Linked DNA regions of Mus musculus: region 2 is linked to region 1. A link is a contact called in public HiChIP or PLAC-seq data. All regions are on one chromosome and are shown on one strand. The core of a region is the stretch at or near the end of the contact, and the rest is flanking DNA. Distances in the headings are between cores, read along the strand shown.

Evidence for each region. HiChIP or PLAC-seq counts read pairs in DNA pulled down with a chosen protein or histone mark.
Region 2: a FOXA1 HiChIP or PLAC-seq map of pancreatic cancer cells shows a contact between it and region 1. The contact joins two enhancer-like sites. A contact is called at or near these places in 3 of 39 promoter capture datasets (the 3T3-L1 cell line, embryonic stem cells and hippocampal neurons) and 1 of 115 datasets of contacts at active chromatin or transcription factors (pancreatic cancer cells).

The regions. Positions count from the first base shown.
Region 1 is chr9:99,698,318-99,702,758 of GRCm38.p6, reverse strand. It overlaps Cldn18 (claudin 18), which reads left to right. Exons shown (of 5, transcript NM_019815.3): 2 at 3,786-3,950. Among named protein-coding and RNA genes, the nearest start is that of Cldn18, 9.5 kb to the left of the region's middle. Within about 2 kb of position 1,333, at least 48 of the 459 cell types and tissues checked have an H3K27ac peak or open chromatin away from gene starts, as enhancers often do. A contact at or near this core is called in pancreatic cancer cells, where this site is marked.
Region 2 is chr9:100,579,784-100,584,437 of GRCm38.p6, reverse strand. No RefSeq gene overlaps it. Among named protein-coding and RNA genes, the nearest start is that of Slc35g2, 11 kb to the right of the region's middle. Within about 2 kb of position 1,342, at least 93 of the 459 cell types and tissues checked have an H3K27ac peak or open chromatin away from gene starts, as enhancers often do. A contact at or near this core is called in pancreatic cancer cells, where this site is marked.

The sequences.
Region 1 (4,441 bases), core at 84-2,583:
TCACAGAGGTACTCTGATACCAGCTCAGTGCTCACAGCTCTGGGCACGCTTTCCTCCTTGAGTATCCCTCAGGACCATTGTCAATGCTTCACTCTAAAAAGTCTTACACTGTGGAACAACCCAGTGACAGGCTCCGAATGAGGCAAGGCCATTGTCATGTCTCTGAAGATTCTGGGCATGCTCAGATGCAATCAGGACTGAGCCCCACACCTTGGTGCCCCTCACCCCTCAATCCACAGCGACTCTTCGGAATGAGAGATTTTGCAACAGAAAGGGGAACTCTGAGTCCCAACCTTTCTGTTTGCTTTTATCAGCCCAGAGTCTTGCCCGCCCTTCTGGCTGATAAGGCAAATTATTCACTGGGAAGAATGTTGTGTCACACCTTTGGTGCAGGGACTCAGAGGACAGAGCCTACTGACTCACGCCTTATCATTTGACAAGCCCTTGCCGTTTGATCAAAATATCAAATAAGAGACTCAGTGGAAAAAGAAAAACCTACGGTTCTGTGTAATTTTTCTGTTTCTATCTAAGCAGAAGGATTTGGATTCCAGAAGGTAGACTCTTCAAGCTAAAAAGGGAGCTCAGATCATCTTCTTGTCTCTCCAAGATCATTATAGATGGTGCAGCACTTGTCCATCCACTTCCTGTCACCTGCCTCCATCACACTAGGGGTTTCTAAGCAGAGAAGGCCTCGATCCATCCATTCAAGCCTGGGTTCCTAAACCCCAAGTCACAAGTCAATGTTATAGTCCTTCAAACCCCATAGAGCAGAGGGGGCAAAAGTAACGAAGAGGTTCAGAAAAATAAGAAGGGGCTCTGGGACATGCTGGAACCCTTACTCAAAGCACGTCCTGCCCACATTGCAGGTCAAGAAAGAGCAAACAAGAAGAAAGAACCCGAAAACCTGGCACAAACCATCTGCCCAGGGCTCCAACTTCCATAGGATCAAGGGAAGGACCACCTTCGTCCTATGTGGTGGTTTGATTGGTTCACTGGCGCCCAGTTGATTCTGTTCGATTGATTCTGGTTGTGTTACCTTAACCAGATGCTTGGCCCAGTGTTTCTCAATATGAATAAATTATGTTGTAATTTTTCTAGCAGCTTAGGAGTTGAAAGATCAAAACTAGAGTAGTTTTTTTTTTAACTTTTAGTAGGATCCTGGGTAGACTGAAAACTTCTAAGAGGCCAGTGGGAGCAAGACAGGGGCGATGTCTCCAGTCCTTTTTTTCTCAAACATCCAGTTTCCCAATGGTAACATGTAAAAGCAGAACAGCCTGAGGATATTTATTTCCAGAGGGTGTGGGCTATCTTACAAATGTCCTCTGAGTCACAGTTCTGAACCACAAAATCACTGTGTCATTCAACTGTGTGTACAAAAGACAACCAGACTCACTCCATGAGTTACTATTACAAAGTTCTCTGGCATTTATTCAGCCAGAGCATTCCCAAGGTAAGAAAAAAATATAAGGCCCAGGACTGTGGAAATAGCCAATCTCTGAACACCAAAGGCTTGAAGGCAGGTCGTTTCTCTGGAATCCCAATATTTGGCAGGCTGAGGTAGAAGAATTGCTGGGAATTCAAAGCCAACCTGGACTACCTGGTGAGTCCAGGGCTATCCTTGGATACACGATGAAATTCTAAACAAAAGGAAAGCAGAAGAAAAATCCCTAAAACATGGTGAATGAACAAATTCATAGACGAGTATGTCGAGGCATCATTAATTCATGGCTACAATAATTCAGTGTGTGCTGCCTCTAAAAACACAAAGACAGAAACAAATACCCCAGTAGATGGCATGAATATGCATTTGCATGTATTGATAAGGAAAGGAACAATGTATTTGCTCTCAGCCACTGGGCGTGGCTCTGGAATACCACAGTATTCCAGGTACAGTGAAAGAGCTAAACCATATTTTACAAGTAGACAGGTCTTAACGCCCCTTCAACACTCATGTGTTCTTTGTGTCTCACTGGAGTTGCCAATTACACTAGCACAGAACCCAACTGCAACCTCAAGATGCCAAACTTCTTAGTTCTCCCAAAAACGATCGGACAGATAACTCACAAAAACTTGTACTGGAAATGGACCACAGCTAGTGACAGTGGCTTACAGAACACTCCTCCCAGCAGAAAAGCAAAGTTAAAAATCAACCTCAAGTTCCTGAGGGAGAGGAGAATTAGGACAAGGTAAATGGAGGTCTGCACTGTTGAGCTAGAGTCAGTGGGATCTCATTTCAGCCATCCAAGAGCCATGATAAGGAGACCACCAGAGCCATAGTAAGAAGGCCACCAGAGCCATGGTAAGAAGGCCACCAGGAAGTTTTTCTGCTGTTTCTTTCTACTCCTGAATTTGAATTTCACCTGGAAATTATTAACTGGTCTATCTGATACTAAGAATAACATCTCTTTCAGGTGACCCCCTCATCGTTAGAACATTGTAGGGCCTAGACATCTCCATACATCTCTAATTGGCTCCTGATTTGGTGCCTAGGGAATAAACAGTAGTATCAGACACACACACACACACACACACACACACACACACACCAGTGGGGCTTTGTTTCTCTTCTCTAAGAAGAAATATTTCCCAGAAAAATAACTCATCAAGATGCTACAGATGGCTATCTTCCCACCTCCCACAAGAAGTGAGATAAAGACTCTAGGAGGTTCCTACTAGCTCAGAGATGTTTATAATGGGCATTTGGTGCTTAGATAATTAGGAAAGAATTTCTATGGTTTCAAACAAGAGAAAAAAGATCTTTCTGTCTGACCTCTGACATTGAAGTGTAGGATGTGGTTCCTGTGGTTGTGGCATCCCATGACGTCACATCCCCTCCCATCAGCAAAGACCTTCAGCAATGATTATGCTTTGGAAACTGTCCAACAATTGATCTTTAAAGAATAACACCAATGAAAATATCCTGCATAATTGAGAATCTCCTGATTTCAATTAAGAGTCTCAACAGGAATGAGTTTCAAAATATGGTTTTTAATGATGTCAGGATAACTCCTTGATCCCAAGGGGGAAAAAAAGCGTTTAGCCCTCTTAAGTAACAGCATGTCTCTCCATATTTTGTAAAGTGTTCACTACTGAAGTTCCATACCCAGTGTGAGGGTCTTGGTGAGTGACTGTTGAGGTGATTTACCGTCTTCCAATAATAAAATGGAAACTGAGTTGGGCATATCTGGAGGTGAGGTAAACAGGATCCAATAGGACCTACACTAACAATTGATTCCAGAAAAGGGACACCGTTGATAAACTGGTCATGTTGAAAGGCTTAATATACAAAAAATAAAGTACTGCTGGTATATTCTTGCTACCTTGATTATCTCATGCCAGACTTAGTGCTGAGTTTCTCTGCAATTTGCTTTCAGTTCCTATGCAAAGAGAAGTAGAATGATGTTTGGGTTACTTGAGTTTCCTGACAACTCGATAAATAATTTATTGATCAAGTTAGACAAATGTTTTCCCTTTCTGGACTCAGATTATAAAATTTTGAAATGATACTAATAAATACCCAGAGCTCTCTTAACGGCACTGAGCCACAATTCTCTCCTTCTATGGGCATCTCTGAGCGTATCTTTCATCCCTCAGAGGAGTTACAAGTGATGCCTTTTGGCATTTCCCACAACTCCACATTTTTGCACAGTGTCAAAGAAAACAGTTTATGGTCTTGACGTCCTCAAAGGGTCCGCGCTGGTTCATTGGGGTTGCTGAGTTTTTGCCGACATAAAACCTACTCAGTGTAGTGATGGTCTGCCTGTGTCATGCCCCTTCTCCTACAGCCATGCTGCAAGCTGTACGAGCCCTGATGATCGTGGGCATTGTTCTGGGGGTCATCGGTATCCTCGTGTCCATCTTCGCCCTGAAGTGCATTCGCATTGGTAGCATGGATGACTCTGCCAAGGCCAAGATGACTCTGACTTCTGGGATCTTGTTCATCATCTCCGGTAAACAGACTCCCACTCTCCTGCACCTGCAAATGTCAGAGCAAATTATCCTGATAGAAGAAAAGTGGTCCCTCCCCACTACTGAACAGAGCTCAAGGTGTTTCACACTGGGATTCGAGATCTAAGTGTGTGTGTGTGTGTGTGTGTGTGTGTGTGTGTGTGTGTGTAAGCCAAATTATACTCCACAGAATTCTAACCAGCTCTAAGGACCCTCTTAGCTGCCTCCAACACTATAATAAGAATGTCACAGGCAAACATAGACCTGGACCCTTAAAAAGCATTTTCTAGGTGAAACTCTAGAAAGTGGTTTTAAGGGGAAAGCTCTTGCCATAAACCAAAGATCAGTTCCCAAATGCTTGGGTTATTTGCACTTGGTCTCAAGGTGTGTGGAAGCATCTCTTTCTGCGTGCACACACATGAATCCTTCCAGAATTAAATATCAGTATCTTGCCCACTGTATCTCACAAAGTAGGAATTCAACGGCCAATGGT
Region 2 (4,654 bases), core at 93-2,592, 880 kb before region 1:
ATGTTTCAAACAGTTAAGGGTCTCTTTGCTCTCCGAATACTCAATTATAAATATCATTTTCCTCCTCTCCTGAATAAAATCCTTCTCTTGAAGGAGTGTTTATGATTAAAGAAGTTGCTTTCTCCTCAGGACAACCTGTTTCCTCAGAGTCAGCTTCATTTGTTGAATTAGACCTCCTAAAACTGTCCTCAGATGCAAAGCGGTGATCTTTGGCCCGTGTTTATATCCAAGATCAGGGAGAGCTACAGAGCTGATAGAAAATCCTGACAGCATGCACTGGGACATGTCCGCTGTGGGTTCCTCTGTACCTAGCAGAAGAAATCACCAGTAAATCTCTATGTCAGAATTTAAGGTCTTTATTTTGGGCTGTCTGGATGCACAGAGAACCTTCTAGTCTCTTAGACAGTTCAGGTCTGGCTGCCAGTATGCTGAGAGCTGAGAAGAGCCTTTGGGAACCTCGTCATAGTTCCGTTTTCAGTCTGCGTTCTCCCTCTCTTTGTCTCCTAGCAAACACATCCAGGTTTTTTTTTTTCCCAAAGATCTTATCTCTGTATTCCGAGAAGACACCAGTGTGCTGCTAAGGGTAGGATGGGGGTGATGGTGGATTACTGGCTCAATGCACAGGGGAAAGGCACCTGGGGATCCGAAAGCCTAAAAGAACAGTCCCCTCCCACCCCCCATCTCCCAGTCCCTGCTCCTTTTATCTCAACCTTTGCTTCTGCCTCACTAACAGAGGTGCCCGTGCTTATAGCACTGAGCTTTGGGCTTTTCAGGAGAAGTAGGGTTGCATGGGAGGACTGACCCACCATCTCTGTGTACAGAGCCAAGGCCTTCACAGAGACAAGAGCTCTCCGATCTAACTATGTATCAGCTTGCAGGTGTATTTGTCATCTGGGGTTCAGGACTGACAAAGATTCTTTGCTTGGCCAAATAGTAGTCAGACTCCTAAATCTTCCCTGGGAACCATTTGTATCCTGTTTGTGAAATTTCGTTTTTTAGTAAAGGCTCTTGCTGGGCCGGTGAGACCGCTCAGCCTGCCTAGCCTACAGTCTGCGTTTGATCCTTGCGTTCCACAAGGTAAAAGGAGAAAACTGATTTCAGCAAGTTGTTCTCTGATTTCCACACCCATGCTACGGCACATGAACGCATACACATGAAAGTAAAATTAAAAATAATTTAAATGAACCTTGCTAAGCCAGCTTAGCAGGAAGCCCTTATTCCGGTATCTGATCTCCCTCAATACCTGATTGGGCCCTTCATTCTCCTCCTCCGTCTCCTAGGTGATGTTTGACTAGATTAGCTTGCCTTCCACAACCCTGTTAGGTCAGCATGGTCAGACTCTCCTCTTATGAGTGAGTTTTCCCTCTCAGTAATTTTCCATCCACAAACCCAGCCCTGCTCCTTGACTACAGACTGCCGGTTCTGGATCTGGAGATAAGCCAAGGTTTCTTTACGTGAAAGGCTGAGATAAGAGGACGGCCAGTTTGATGTCAGATTAGGTTATGTAGTGCAACAAGCAGTGACCGAGAGAGACACAGACAGACACAGACAGATAGACACAGAGAGACGGACAGACTTCATTCATTACAGTGCTCCCCTTACCAACCACAGTGGCCCTGCACAAAGTCATATTTTTTGATAAGTACCATTAAATAACTTTTTCCTTTCTTCCTTTCTTCCTTCCTTTCTTCCTTCCTTCTTTCCTTCCTTCCTTCCTTCCTTCCTTCCTTCCTTCCTTCCTTCCTTTCTTCTTCCCTCCCTCCCTCCCTCCCTCCCTCCCTCCCTTCTCTCTCTCTCTCTCTCTCTCTCTCTCTTTCTTTCTTTCTTTCTTTCTTTCTTTCTTTCTCTCTTTCTTTCCTTATTTATATGTAAGTGAATATGTGTTCAGGTGCCCTCAGAGGCCAGAAGCATCCCCTAGAGCAGGAGTTAACAGGTGGTTATGAGCCACCATGTGGATATTGAGTACCATGCTTAGGTTCCCTGGAAGAGCAGCAAGTGCTCTAACCACTGTGCCATCTCTTCAGGTTTTTCCTTAAATTGGACTCAGCTCAGGACCTCCAGGATGCTGGTCACTCAGGGCCTGTGCTTACCGCTCTACCCCATTCATGTGACCCAGTGAGTTTCTGCTCTAGAAAATATAAAAACTCCTTACTGGTAACTTAGCCTTCCTCAGTGGACTGTTAGAAACAAAGGACGCCTCAGAACCCTTTAGAAGGCTGGGGTGGGGAAGAGCCTAGATCAGGTTTCACTGTACTATTTAAAGGCAGAAGCTGGCAGTTCCATAGGGGTTAATTGCTTTGTTCAAAGTCACTGGCGACCTAGCAGCAGAGCTAACAATAGAACTCAGGCCTTCGGTCCCTGCTCAGGAGCCGCTGCCCAGCACCACCTGCTGTGTGGGCAGCTTGCCAGGCTCCAAAGATCCTTACTGTGCTTTGTAAACTACCTCCAGGCTTAAACAGAGCTCACTCTTGGTGGTTGTTATTATGCATTATTATGCATGATATTAAATACCCAGCGTGAGCAATTACACCTTGCATTTCAAACAGAGGAAGTCTTTGAGGATTAATGGAAAGAGAAAGTCACTATGCATTTTGGAAGTCCAGTGATGCTGGCTGGGTTCGGAGAGTGTTCTGAGGGGCCTGGGGGTGGGCAGTGGTAGCTTCCCAGAATTGCAAAGACAAGAGAATGCAAACGGATGGAAGGAGGTGGGGTGGAATAGGGAGAGGGAGAGGGAAGACGGGAGGGGAGGAAGGAGGGATGATGGGAGGGAGGGCAAGATGATGCAGAAAAGGGGCAGACAACACCAAGATATCCAATACGTCCATGGATCTTAGCCCAGTGACCCATTCCTCATAGCAGATAGTTCGATCACACGCTCGTGTGTAAAATGATGTGTACTCAGCTTGGTACTTTAGGGAGTTAGGTGTTAGATGCTTTAGAGGTTAGGCCTAGTCAGAGAGACCTTCCTGCCATTAGAAGCATGCCCCTGAGAGGGATAATGGGACACCAGCTCCACTTCTTTTGTTCCCACCTACTAGACAATTTTGCTCCATCATGTGTTTCTACCTTGAGCTACTGCTTTGTCACAGGTCCCATGGGGCAACAAGGTGTAAAGACCATGGACTGAAGCCCTCCAAAACCTCCCTTCCACTAAGCTGACGATCTCCGGTATTTTGCTTAGAGAGAAAACTGATCTATGTTAAGTACCGAACACGACCTAAGTCAGCGCAATGACCACACCAAGAAGAACAAGTCCAACCAGGCAGGCTCTGAGGAGATGTATCCTTTCTTCCCCCGGAACAAGGAGAACCACTATCCAGGTGTCTCCGGCAGTCATCTTGGAATTTCAAGGTGAGAGATCTGCCAAGACTGGAACCAACAATGTGGAAGTCAAATGGAGAAACTGAGCCTTGCTCCCACAATTGCAACAGCTGAACAGTATATGGCTTGAAGTCTGGACTATTCATTCACACCAGGGATTACACACCCCCCCCCCCCATTGCTCAAATCCATCTAAATTTCCTTTAATTTAAAAGAATATAGGAGCCGAAGAGATGGCTCAGCAGGTAAAATAATGTACTGCGCTGGCAGAGGACCTGAGTTCAGTTCCCGCACTCACATTGGCTGGCAAGCGACCACGTAGGACTCCAGCTCTAGGGGATCTGACACCTTCTTCTGGCGTCTGTGGACACGTGCACTCGTGTACATAAACACACCAACACAATTTAAAAAAATAAAATCAATCATTGAAAAAGAAAAACCTAACAACCTGGTCTTGGCATTTCTGTGTGCGTGACCTTTTCCAGAGTCATCGACAGATATCTACAGACTACTGGAGGAGAGGCGTGGCTTTAAGACTTGAAAACATTAGCTCAGCCTTTCACTTGAATGGAGACAGGAGACGGAGACAAAGGACGGATTGAGCAATGGGAACGAACAAGCTCAGAGCAGAGCGAGCAGAGCGAGCAGATTCTTGAATTGCCACTTAACTTTCCGGCAGAAATCCAATAAAGCCTAAGATAGACCCCGCGGAAGGCCTAAGCAGAAGGACGTGGATTCTACTCGATGTTTGGAAATGCAGGGCAAGGGAGCCTCCGTGGTGGTTCTGGACCCAAGAGATAGCTGCAGCCAAGGGAAGGAACAGTGTGGCTCAACCGAGTAGAGGCTGAGCTGACACTCCTGATTCTTGTGAGGGTATGGCAGTGTTCTAGAACGTACTGTGTATACCGCGGGGGTCTACCGGAAGCAGCTCATGTTGCCAGGTGGTTTGGCCTAAGGGTTGTCATGGGGGCAGCAGGGTGACCTTATAGTCAAAAAGCTGCAGGTGAATGGTCTAGCCTGGAAATCCTCTGGGAGTGTGAGTTGGAGATTACCACTGAAGATTTCACATGGATGGGACACAAGTGTGTTTTTTTTTAAAAAGAAAGAAATTCAGAGGGAGCAAACACTGTTCCTCTGTGGCTTCTGCTTCAGCTCCTGTCCTGATGTCCCTCCGTGATGGTCTGTGACTTGGAAGGGTAAGGTGAAATAAACCCTTCCCTCTCCTAAGTTGCTTCTGGTCATGGAATTCATCACAACAGCAACAAAGCAGACTAGAGTGTCCTTTTTATTTCTTTTGTGTTTGCACCCAGAAATAGAATTTTTGGAATTTATA